Regions from separate parts of the Rattus norvegicus genome. Here region 1 is linked to region 2. A link is a contact called in public Hi-C data. All regions are on one chromosome and are shown on one strand. Each heading gives the region's core, a stretch centred on a gene start, on an enhancer-like site or on the middle of the called end of the contact. The rest is flanking DNA. Distances are from core to core; before and after follow the strand shown. Region 1 has its middle 260 kb from the start of Asap1. Region 2 has its middle 110 kb from the start of Asap1.

What was found. Hi-C and Micro-C count contacts between places; a contact is called where the count stands out from the background.
Region 1: a contact with region 2 is called in a Hi-C map of the A7r5 cell line, with 2.4 times the contacts expected there. The contact joins two enhancer-like sites. A contact is called at or near these places in 2 of 12 Hi-C or Micro-C datasets (the A7r5 cell line and the Rat2 cell line).

What each region holds. Positions count from the first base shown.
Region 1 is chr7:98,243,457-98,249,555 of GRCr8, forward strand. No RefSeq gene overlaps it. Among named protein-coding and RNA genes, the nearest start is that of Asap1, 260 kb to the left of the region's middle. Within about 2 kb of position 2,650, at least 12 of the 93 cell types and tissues checked have an H3K27ac peak or open chromatin away from gene starts, as enhancers often do. A contact at or near this core is called in the A7r5 cell line, where this site is marked.
Region 2 is chr7:98,085,485-98,091,922 of GRCr8, forward strand. No RefSeq gene overlaps it. Among named protein-coding and RNA genes, the nearest start is that of Asap1, 110 kb to the left of the region's middle. Within about 2 kb of position 1,422, at least 7 of the 93 cell types and tissues checked have an H3K27ac peak or open chromatin away from gene starts, as enhancers often do. A contact at or near this core is called in the A7r5 cell line, where this site is marked.

The DNA.
Region 1 (6,099 bases), core at 1,400-3,899, 160 kb after region 2:
GCCTGATGACACAGTGAGACTTGGGGACTCGGTTGGCTTCCTCACAGACACATGCATCCAATGCACAGATGTCCCCTCTGCTTCCAAAGAATTCTGAGCTTTGACCTGTGGGCAATCTCACTGTCACATAGGCTATCCTGGGGCAAACAAAAGACACTCATTTTAATAAATTCTGTGTCCTTATTCCAGTCCAGGCAAACTGCTTCCTGTGGTCTCAGAGAGCCTGAAACACAGTCCATGCTCACTGCACACCACACAGGCCCTTTTGTCTTTGTAAGAGGGTCAGGCTTTTAAAGCAGAGTGCATTGTTTGTTTTTCTTCCCCCTGGGTTATCTTTCTTATCATCCAATAAGCATTGAATGTTTTACCTGCTGCTCAAATGCAGGGATAGGAACACAGGATACCAGGATATATGGAGACCAGAAAAACGAACAAGATGAAAAAAAAAAACCTCTATTGTTAAAAATTCAGCATTAGGGCTGGAGAGATGGCTCAGTAGTTAAGAGCACCGACTGCTCTTCCAGAGGTCCTGAGATGAAATCCCAGCAGCCACACGGTGGTCACAACCATCTGTAATGAGGTCTGATGTCCTCTTCTGATGTGTCTAAAGACAGCTACACTGTATTTGTATATAATAAATAAATAAATAAATATTTAAAAAATTCAGCATTAACTTTGTTCCTCATTGTGCACCCAATTTTGGCAGCATCTGCTTGGAAGTCAGAGGAGCTGGTTTGAATAATAATTGTGAGGTATTGGGCTCATCAGTTGACACACACGTATGATTCTCTCTCACCTACAAAACAGAAGCAATTATTCTTAAACGATGGCTTACTTGAGGTTTATAAAAGACAACATCAGTTATGCTATCAGCACAGTGCTGGGTATTATTCGTGTTCCTGCCTGAACAGACTTCCAGCTTCTATGGGCATTGCATTTCTCTACCTGTTAGGAAGTTTCCAGGACTTTCAGGCTGTGTTATTTCCCAGAAGTTCTCACAGGACTCAACGATGCTGTAATTATTACCAACATCATCGTCATTATAATGGTATTGATCAAATGTTCCTCAAAGACCAAATTTCATGACTTGAAACCCCAGTCTTCAAGGTGGTGGTATGTCCCCCACCATGAATCATATCACCCACCATGAATCATATTGTTACCATAGATTGTGGACTATAGCCTTGAGCTTAATATGGGGAATTCCAAGAGAGTAGACCTAGAACAAGGGATTAAATATATATTCTCTTTCTCTGCTTCCTTTCCCTCTCATTTGCTCTTCTCTTCTCCTCTCCTTTCATATCTCCTGCCTCCCTCTCCCTCTCTCGGTGAGTCTCACTGGTTTACTCTGCGGTTTGGGCATAGGGCCATATGTATGCTCTATCACCAAGTTAATCTCGGGTCCTTCACATGCCTTTATGTTGTCATACAACCCACCTCTTTATCCTGGTCAAGCCCATAGTGCTCTGACAACTCTCTCAACAGTTTTTACCTTCTCAACCTCCTGTATAGAGGAAGAACTTCCAAAGGCGGGATGGGGACATCAATTTGTCTATAAGCTGTGCAGGGATAAAAATGCAGTAGAGACTGAGGGGAAGAGCCAACCAGCTTGAGACCCAGTGCATGTGATAGCCAAGCCCAGACACTATTAATGATGCTCTGCTATACTTGTAGACAGGAGCCTGGCATAACTGTCTCTTGAGAAGCTTCATCCCAGCAGTGGATGAAAACAGATGCAGAGAAATACAGCCAAAGATCAGGAGGGGCCTCTGAGAATGTTGTGGAAGAGTGGGGAACAGAATTGAACTGGCAGGAGGGGTCAAAGACACCACACAAAGGCCTACAGTGTCAATGAACCTGGACTCAGGGGAGCTTACAGAGATTGGGCCACTAACCAAAGAGCATGCAGTGGCTGGACCTAGACCCTTTGCATATGTGTAGCATATGTCCAGCTTGGTCTTCATGTGGGCCCCTTAATAAATAGTGCAGGGGCTATTTATGACTCTGTTACCTCCTTTTGGATCACCTTCCCCTAACTGGACTGCTTGGTTGGGTCTCAGTGGGAGAGGAGGCGTTTAGTCCTGCTGGGACTGGATGGCCCAGGGTGGGGTGGTACCCAAGGGAGGCTCCCTGTTCTTTGAGGAGAAGGGGAGGGGACAGTGGAGGAGGGATTTGTGAAGGTGGGACTGGGAAGAAAGGAAGGAGGGGGGAATGTAAAGTGAATAAAAAATAAATTATTGAAGAAAAAAATAACTTAGGTTTGTCTCCCTGCTCTTTGCAGTTCACTTCCTTTACATTCCAGACTAGACACTTGGCTTGCTCTTGAATCTCATTCATTGTCCTCATCTTTCTTTCCCTCATCTGAGTGAGGGAACTCAGTGCTCTCCTGAGGGTCTCTTACTCCTGCACCTCCTTCCTACCCTTATCACCAAGATGGCTGCTTAGGTGAGCCTGTCCCCTCCCTTGTACTCGCACAGATCAACCCTTACTGATCTCTCCAGCTAAGTCTTTTGAAGTCTTTCCCTCAAGCTGTCTTGGCAAACGGGGGCTTTAGTTTCCTGGCCCCTTGCCGGTCACTTTCTTCCCTGTCTTCTGAATCCAAGTTGTTATTCTCATAGGATTACTCATTCCTCTGGTATTTTCTCCCTCCATCTGGACTGCTTGCTCTCTCTGTCCCTCTCCTATACCCATCACTATTCAATCACCAGTGCAGGCCACTCCCCTGGCCGGTCACTATCCAATCAACAGTGCAGACCACTCCCCCTTGGCACAAATGAACCATTCTCTCCCTTTGTCTCGGCGAAGCTTTCACAGTCCTCTCTCATGCTTCCATGATGTCTCGGAGGATTTGATGGCTGAAGCTTTTTGAACATTAGTGTAGATGTTAGCATGCCTGGGCCAGACACCATGAAAGACACATAGTATGTAATTTTCAACTCAATTAAACAGGGAACAAATGGCAAAATCACAGCTTGAACTCCACATATTAGAGTCTTGTGTACTGGCCTTTGTTTAATATAGTGGTTCTCAACCTTCCTAATGCTACGGCCCTTTAATACAGTTCCTCAGTTTTGGTCACACTCCTGCCCCCGACCATAAAGACCATAAAATCATTTCAATGCTACCTCATCACTGTAATTTTGTTACTGTTATGAATCATAATGTAAATATCTGTGTTTTCTGATGGTCTTAGGCGACGTCTGTGGTTGTCTGACTCCCAAAGGGGTTGCAACCCACAGCTTGAGAACTGCTGCTTTAGGGTTGGTCATTCCTGAACATGTGGGATTCGATTTCAGATTCTTACTTTCTTCGTTTCTATAGGCAGTGGCTTTTAAATGGAAAATATTTGAATTTAATGTTCAACTCCCTTGTAGCTACTTCCCGACTCCTCCCATTGATTTTGGTTTTCTTCATCAACCATTCCTTCCTTCCTTGCTGTACCCTCTGCTCAGGAATCACCAGGCTGCTGTCACTTTGTCATGCTGTACCCAGCTGTAAAGCAAACAAAATACCCCCGGGAGCCTCTGTTTTATGAGTGAATTTTATTATGTTTGAGCTTTGGAAGCCGGTTGTCACTTTCTAGCTGTGCTTTAACATAGTGGTGTTTTTCCATTATCATTTTTACTGCAGGAAAGAAACCCCAGGGGTCTAAGACACTGCCACCTGGTGGTTAAGTGGAAAATAACACATCTTTTAGGAAAAAAAAAAGGTTACTGAAGGTGAAAACAAAAAACAAAAAACATTTGCTGGTGAACTGAGGGTACAGAGGCTAGAAGAACCACACCGAATTTGTCTGTGAGAGGCTTATGGTAGTGTAAAGCTCATGCCATCTCTACCATCACAGGACAAGTGACACTTGCAGTCTCTGTTTGCAGATCTGGAAATAGACCCTATGAGAGATCAGATTCCAATAGCACAGTATATTGTGGCTTGGGGGATTCATACCCCAAAACGTCTGGCTCCCAAAACCCCTGATTATCTACCACAGATAAAGCCAATCTTTGGGGAGAAATCAGACTCACAGACCTCGTACGTAGGGACGAATTATCAGTAAATTCAAATATTGGGTGGGATGCTACATAGAAGAAAGATTTAGTTCTTGGCCTACAGACATGCCCCCCACAACAAACAGATTAAAACTATGTGTGTTGGCTTGCTTGTTTATTTGTTTTTGTCAACTTGGCACAGACGAGAATCATTTGGGAGGAGAGAACCTCAGCAGAAAAAAAAAAATGGCTTCATAAGCTTGGTCAGCAGGAAAGCCTGTAGGGCATTGTTCTAGTGATTGATTTGGGAGGACCAAACCCACTGTGGGTAGTGTCATCTCAGGGCTGCTGGTCCTGGATGCAGTACAAAGACATGCTGAGCAAAGCCATGAGGGGCAAGCCAGTTAAGCATGACCTCTGCACCAGCTCCTGTTTCTATTGCCGCCCTGTTTGAATCCTTGCCCTGGCTTGCCGTAGTGATATACTGTAATGTGAAACTTGTAGCTAAAAGAAACACTTTACTTTAAAGTTGTTTTTGTTTTATCACAGCAACAGAAACCTAAGGAACTATATAAGAAAATCTTCAACTCAACACAAAAAAGGAGTTGTTGAAACACAAAACCATACATACTGTCCACACAGTGTTTCTTTGTCATCTTCGCTGTGCTGAGTCTTCCCAAGGGGCAAACCATGTCTGACTCTTCTCTGTATCCAGGACCTAGGACAGAGGCTGTGGTATTAGGAATAGACAGAATTCTTGGCCAATGAAACAAAGAGCAGTTACAGATGTTCAAAGGTACCTGAGCTGCTTGGGAGAGGCGAGCATCTTTCTTTGAAAGGGGATGTTTGGATGCATGGAGACTATTTAGAGGGAATGCCCTCAAAAGGGTCTTCCAGCACCAGAGGGGAGGGTCTGTATGAGATATCTGAGGCTGAGCTTCACAGAAGGAAGCCGTGAGGAGCCCCATTGTGTTCAAATACTGGTCTTTAAGTTGGGATAGCAGCCAGGAGCATGTAGGGATAGTTTTTCAAGGCACAATGCCTTTGGCCATGAATCCCTTTTGTAACTTTAGTGTACCATACTGTGAGGCAGAAACTCTGACCTAAGACCCTCTAGATCAGAGAAGCTAGTGTTCCATTGTCCCATACCTGCAAGCTCTCCATTTCCTTTCACATAAGGCACAGTCTACACATCATGATGAAACTTTTCTCGGTGGTGCCCAGATGATGAGACTGGGAAGTAGGGGCGCTTACTGAGTCATTGAATACAATGGCATTTTGAATCTATCTTTAAACAACTACCAAGAGTGCTTTGGGCAGCAGGGCATTATGTTTCCCCCATTTAATCCATATGGCTGACCATATTGTGTGCCCACCAATCCCACCCCCATGCTATTATCTAACTACCCTTTTCCCTAAGCGGGAGGCTACATTTCCATGTCTCATGTTCCTTTGATGGACTTGCTGAGATGACGGACTTTGGCTTCTATCAAGTGTGTGGACACACAGAAGCAGAATCAAGTAAATCTTAGTGGCATTTCTTATGTTTTTGGAAAGGAGAGTTAACTTCAGGCAGCAACCAGATGTGGAAGGAGAGAACTGTGGGACAGACCTGAACTTGACTACACTTGTAAGCAGCTGCTCCAGACAACTAGGTGATTTATAGACCTGTGAGTGAGAAAAATATTTATGGCATATCTCTGATATTTTTGGCATTTGAGAAGAATAAAATTATTGTACCAAGCAAACTGATGTATTCCAGAAGAGGTAGGGCCAGTGAATGGCAGCTATAGAGAGATACGTTCAACAAGTGTTCCAAATTCTTATTTCTATAAAGGAAGGATGGGGTTGAGTTTTTTTTTTTTTGGGTACATTGGGTGATTTGAACATGGGAGCCTGGGGGCTACAACTGTAGGTGGGAAGATTTGCTTCATACAACAGAAATGATGTATGTGTAGTTCCATGGGCTAACTGAATGGCAGGGAGAGAGGGGAGAGGGAACTAGACAAAAGAAGGTAAGGCAGAAAATAAAGGTGATAGAGGGATGCTGTGGAAGATGATGAGTATATATTGAATCTTGTTACTTCAAAATTCATAGGCTGAAGCAAGCTCT
Region 2 (6,438 bases), core at 172-2,671:
ATGAGAATGTAGTCAGGTTGACATTCAGGGCTCAGTCTCATCTCAAGATTCAACCAGAGACTGGGAGATCAACTCGTGTGTTTACAACTGTGACAGAGGGCAGGCTGCATCCTTTTACAGGCTGTAGGACTGAGGCCCTTAACATCTCATGGGGTGCTGGAGTTAGAGCCTTAGTTCTTCACTGAGCCATGCAGGCAGGCCTCCACACAAGACAGCAGCATGATTATCCTAGCCTGAGCAATTGAGGGAGCACAAGATGATATTTAATGTCTTAAATGTAACATCCTGTAGCTAAGATTTAGTCAGTTAGAGATAAGTTATTAAAATCTGGCTATAATGGTAGGTATATACATATAATCCCAACCCTCGGGCTAAGGCAAGAAGATCCTAAGTTTGAGGTCAATCTGGGACCTTTCTATGTATCTATCTATGTATTTATGTATCTATTTATGTATTTATATATCTATCTATGTATTTATGTATCTATCTATGTATTTATGTATCTATCTATGTATTTATGTATCTATCTATGCATTTATGTATGTATGTATCTATCTATCTATCATCTATCAATGATCTATCTATTATCCATGTATCTATGTATCTGTCTGTCTGTCTACTATATACTGGCTAACTCAAACTGCATAATGAAGTTCAATAGATGTGGAGGTGGGACAAGTAGGTGTAGTGATGATTGGACTATAGAATTAAGGAGGTGCAAGTGGGAGGATCAAGAGTTTGAGGTTATCTATACAGCTACATAATGAGTTTCAAGAACATTCCAGTTAGAAATAGTCAAAACTAAATAAGAAAACAAGTCATTAGTCCAGGCCACACTCAAGGTGAGGGAGTTACCTAAAAACCTTAGTAGTGGAGAGAGAATCACTTGAAAAACCTTTGAGACTGCACACTTAAATGAAAACATTTACAGGCTTGGTATTTACTGAGCAACTACTTCATTCTACACATTCTTCTAGGTGCTTGGGACATATTAATGAGAAAAACTGACAAAGATGACTCTGGTCTCATGGTTCTCCTGGGGGAAATTATTATGAAGGCACATGTGAACAAGATATATTTGAGGAACTTCCAGAAATACGGTAGAATGGAACTTGGATATGTACTGGGCATGAACTACAAAGAGTCCCTTACTAGGCTGTGTGTTTGGATTAATAACATGAGTAAGGAGAAGTTCTGCGGGTACAGTCATATGGTATGATGGGCTCCAAGACTATCAATAGGACAAGGGTAGGCGGTAGCTCCCATGAGAGATGATGGTGCCCTCCTCCTGCTTAATGAATTAAATGTGGGACTGTACAGGTGAGTAATATTTAGAAATCGAAAGGAATGGCATACTTGTCAGATGTTACAACTTGAATGAAACTTGGAAACATTATACTAAAAGAAATATGTGAGTCACTAGAGACCACATTCTGTATGACTCCATTTGTATAAAATGCCCAGAATGGACGAGTCATCCATGGAGATGGAAAGTAGATTAGTGGTTTTCTATAATAGCTGGAGAGGATGGACGTGGGGGATGACAGCTAGAAGATACTGGGTTTCCTTTTGGGGCAATGAAAAACACAATCTTAAATTGATAGGCCCAACTATACAATTCTCTGAATATAATAGTAACAAACTACATTAAATTGTACATAGTCAAAAGGTTACTTGTATTGCATGCGATCAACAAAGATGTTTTAGAAACAGCAAACAGTCTGGGGCTATAGCTCCGTTGGTAGAATGCTTGCTAAGTGTGAAAGCATCCTGAGTTTGGCTCTCAGCACAGCATGAACTGGATGTGGTGGGATTAGCCTCTGATTTCAGCACACAGGAGGTAGAGGTAGGTGGATGAGGAGTTCAAGGCCATCTTTGGCTGCATAGCAGTTTAAGGGCCCTGTCACAGTAAAAATGACAGTGACATCAACAACTATACTAACACCATCCCAAAACCCTCCTAAACACAATACGGAACCTAAGGCAGTTCTGCTGACTCTGAGACCAGTTTTTGGAGTCGCTTATCCCTTGCTGCTCATGGTTAGGTACCTAAACCTTTTCAGATTCTGATCTAAGTACAATTTCCCTCCATTTCCTTTTTGTCTCTTCTTTCCTATTTTTATGGGAATCTCATTATCGCATTTTTTATCCTCTGTCTTATTTGCATTTTTTCTCTACTTCAACCCATTTGGGGCTCCTGGTAGTTTGTTCCCAACATCACCTATGCGCCTAAGCCAGTGTGTCTAATCCTCCACTTATGACCCCAGAACCGTGGAGATAGCGGAGATAGGATCCAGAGCTTGCTAGACAGCAGCCCAGCTACATATTCAGGGGGAGACCCTTTGTGCACACACAGAGAAACCCAAGTCTTTCAGCAATATTGAATTTCTAGTCAAACTCTGCTACCCACAATCCAGAGAGTGACACTGCATGACTATTACTAGCCACCATCAGGTTCCATATCCAATGAGCATATTTTGTGTTAGGTTTTATCCGACAGCACTCTGAACAAAGCAAACAAGTTTCACATCTTTGCAAACATTTGCAGCCTAATAGGGACATGAACAAATATATAAGCGTATAGAACAGTCAGCAAGACAAAGGAAGCACTCACAAACACACCAAACACAGCCTCAGATGCAAATGACTAGGGTTAAACCTAAGATTGGCTGGGAAAGGACAGACAGATGTGCAACCAGAACATTCTCAGCAAAAAGAGGAGTTCAGGTGCAGGTCCAAATGTGAGAAAGCATATGTTGTCCTCTAAGAAACAGAATGGGGTCAAGTCAGTAAAAACTAAGGGAAGAACAGAGGCCTGGTTAGAGACTGTGAGCTGTCTCTCATGAGCTCGTGGGTGCTGTGAAAGCATTTGGTCAGGAAAGCATCATGGCACCATTTTTGTCTCAGACTGCTCCAAATCAGCAGGGATTGTCTTGGTCTACTCTGGACAGCTGTAATGGAATCAGAGATTTCTTTTTTATAGATCTCAAAGGTGGACAGTCCAAGGTTGAGGAGTTCATGTCTGTTGAGGGCTGGCTGGGTATGCCATCTTGCAATGGTTAAGAGGTATGCAAGAGGCAAGAGCTTGACTTCAGCTAATCTGATTGGTCCATCAGATCCAAACTCAGGTGGCCATGGTTTTATATACTGAGCCCCTTTCTACCCACAAGGATGAGGTTTTTTCCTTTTAGTTTGCTCTTCCTTATGGGTTCACTTTACTGGGTCTCTCTCTCTCTCTCTCTCTCTCTCTCTCTCTCTCTCTCTCGCTCTCTCGCTCTCTCGCTCTCTCGCTCTCTCGCTCTCTCTCTTTCTCTCTCTTTCTGTCCTTCTTTCTTTTAAGATATCAGGTTCTTCTTTTTTAAGATTTATTTATTTATTATATATAAGTACACCGTATCTGTCCTCAGACACATCAGAAGTGGGCATCAGATCTCATTACAGATGGTTGTGAGCCACCATGTGGTTGCTGGGATTTGAACTCAGGACCTCTGGAAGAGCAGTTAGTGCTATTAACCATCGAGCCACCTCTTCAGCCCTTACTGGGGGTTTCTGATGGTAATATTTTTCCCTGTATCAGAAATGCTAAGAGGGCTGGAGAGGTGGCTCAGCAGTTAAGAACACTGGCTGTTCTTCTAGCACTTGCTGCTCTTCCAGAGGTCCAGAGTTCAATTCACGGCAACCACATGGTGCCTCATAACCATCTGTAATGGGATCTGATGCTCCCTTTTGGTGTGCATGAAAACAGCATACTCATATACATTAATCTTTAAAAAATGCACATGAAGGTGGGGGGAGAATATGTCATGAGGGGGAAGTCTGGGGGTTAGAGGGAAGAGTTGGGGGAGAAACGAGCAACATATATTACATGTACTATGAAGCTGTCAAAGAGTAAGTATAAATATTCTTAGTTTTCTAAACAACATACTAGCATACTGCTGCCATCTTTTAGGATGTTGCTACCAGAATAAGCTTTCACGGTGAGACAAAATTAGCCTCCAGTTCTGCCCTCTGTCTTACTTGCTTGTATTGTTGATTCATTTCTTTGAGCCTCAGACCTCTTACTAAGAAATGGGAAATCATATTACCTGCCACACAGGTTTACTGGAAGGATTTCATGAAAGAATTCACTGAAGGTTCTTAGCACAGGGGCTGGCACACTAGGCTAGTCATTATTAGCATTATCAAAAGAATAATAAAAGCTACCTCGCCTGCCAATTAGATGCATGACAGATGGTACTTGCATTTATTATTATTATTATAAAGGAATGCTGGGGTTTTATTGTAATCACTCTGAGGCTGATTGACAGGAAGCGATTCTCTGGGGATTTAGAGAAGTGTAGCCAGTTCTTGGAAACACACCCACCTGATAGTTTCCTGGAGGTGGTCCAGGAGTAACTGGTTCTTCCTGAATTAGGCTCAGAGAGAGAATACTTACAGAGCGTCCCACCCAGGACATCACTTTCTGTCTCATGTTGTCTTAGGCAGATTGTAACCTATCACTTGTTGAAATCATGGTTGAAGGTTCTTTAGGAGTTCTTTTCTCCCCTCAGTCTGAAGGATGAAGAAATAGACAAGGCAACATAGGGCATTGCAGGGTGGAGGGTGCCCATACTAAGGCAGCTTTTTACTCACAGGAGGCTGTTGTGAAGTTCCATCCAGACTCCCTGGCTGGGTCTTGGTAACAACATCTGGAACTTACTCCAAGGGGCCTGCAAGATGCCTCTTGGAGAAGCCCTTTCTCCCTGTCTTCAAAGGCTGGCCTTTAGGAATATGGACACTTCTGTGAGCCAGTTAAGAGCCAGGAGGTGAGCTCAGCTCAGAATCTCAGGGATTCAGGCATTTGGAGCAAGGGAATCTATTGGCTCTTTGTGTGTTGACCTCTGGATTCTGACCATGGCCACCAGTACCCCTTCTGTGAGTAGGCCTGAGACCTGACTGCTTGGAGAACGTGATGAGAGCTTTTCACATTCTAGAATCTAGGTGTCAGGGTCAGGAATGTTGCTATGCCCCTTGTACCTGTGTACTGTGATCAAGTTACACCTGGTGTCCTTATCTCCAAAACGACTTCACTCCATGTGAATCCTGATATGTTTGGATGTAGTTCTATCATTTTGACATTTGTTTTTATTCTTCCACGTTCTATCACTTGCCATCTTTTGAATCATTTGCACATTTTTCTCTATTTCTTTTTTCAGTGCTGGGGCTGGGGCTCAGGGCTTTGTATTCTCATACTGAGCTACCCAGCCCTGCATTACATTTGTTTGCTTGTTTTTGAAGTCTTCTGGACGGAATCATGTCACTTCGATTCATATGCTAGAACGTTAACCTCTAGCCTGATAATTGGAGATGACACATTTGAGATGCACTTTGATTTAGGTGAGGTCACGGGTGGGCCCTCTTAGTGGGAATAGGGCCCTTGAAAGAAGAGGTATGAGGTGGAGGAGGGAGGGAGCGAGGGAGGAGGAGAGGTTGTCCTCTCTGCTTACACACCAAGAGGAAGCCATGTGAAGACAGGGAGAAGGTAGTCACCACAGCACAGTATCAAAACTTTTACCAATCCTATTTGCTTCCTCATCTTAGATGTTCATTCTCCAGAACTGTGCAAAATGTTCCCAGTCTGTAGTCTTTTGTTTAAGTAGCCTGAGCAGACCAAATAATATTTTCTCTATTTTCTACCTTTAGTAGTTACTCTATAATTGTGATATTTACACTTAATATCTCATTAAATCCACATTAAATCCTTTCCATATGCATCTCAAAGGTCTTTCTATCCTTCCCCTTTTATATTGTGTGGTCAAATGTATTTCATGTACAAATTTTGAAAATCTCAGCTGCCAAGATTAATCAGCTTTGCTTGTAACCCTTGTATACAGCATTAAAGAAGAGATAAAAGTCATGTATAGAATTCGTCATTTCCCCTGGCTGTTTCCAGTACAATTTATTTCTTAGTATTAGCTGTTTCTGATTCATCTAGTCAGGAAAATAGTCTTTTCACATGAAAGGAATATAAGAAGGGATCTATAACTTGTGACTGCAAGTCAGACATAGCTACATGAAATAAGCACAATTTAATTGAATGTACTGTTTTCTGAGAACTGTATACTTCTATGAAGACAAAAGAATGTCATTCTATCAGCTCTTAGAGACTGAACCATGTTTCTTACCATATCCCCAAGTAAAGTTTGTACATGGGAGAACTCAGCAGTTAGAGTGGGGTCTTCAGGCTTTTGTTAAGGGAAGAATTCAGTAATGGCTTGTGAGAATTTAGGCTGTTGTTCTCTTTAAGTTCTGGAAGGAACATTCTTTATCTATTAACATTCATAAGTAGTCTTTGCTAAGAATCTAGGCTGCCTGGTTCCACATCTCCCTCAGTAGACGAGGCCAATGGCAACAAGAAGAAATCCTCAAGTGACCAGAGGCTCTTCCAGTTGTCGTGAT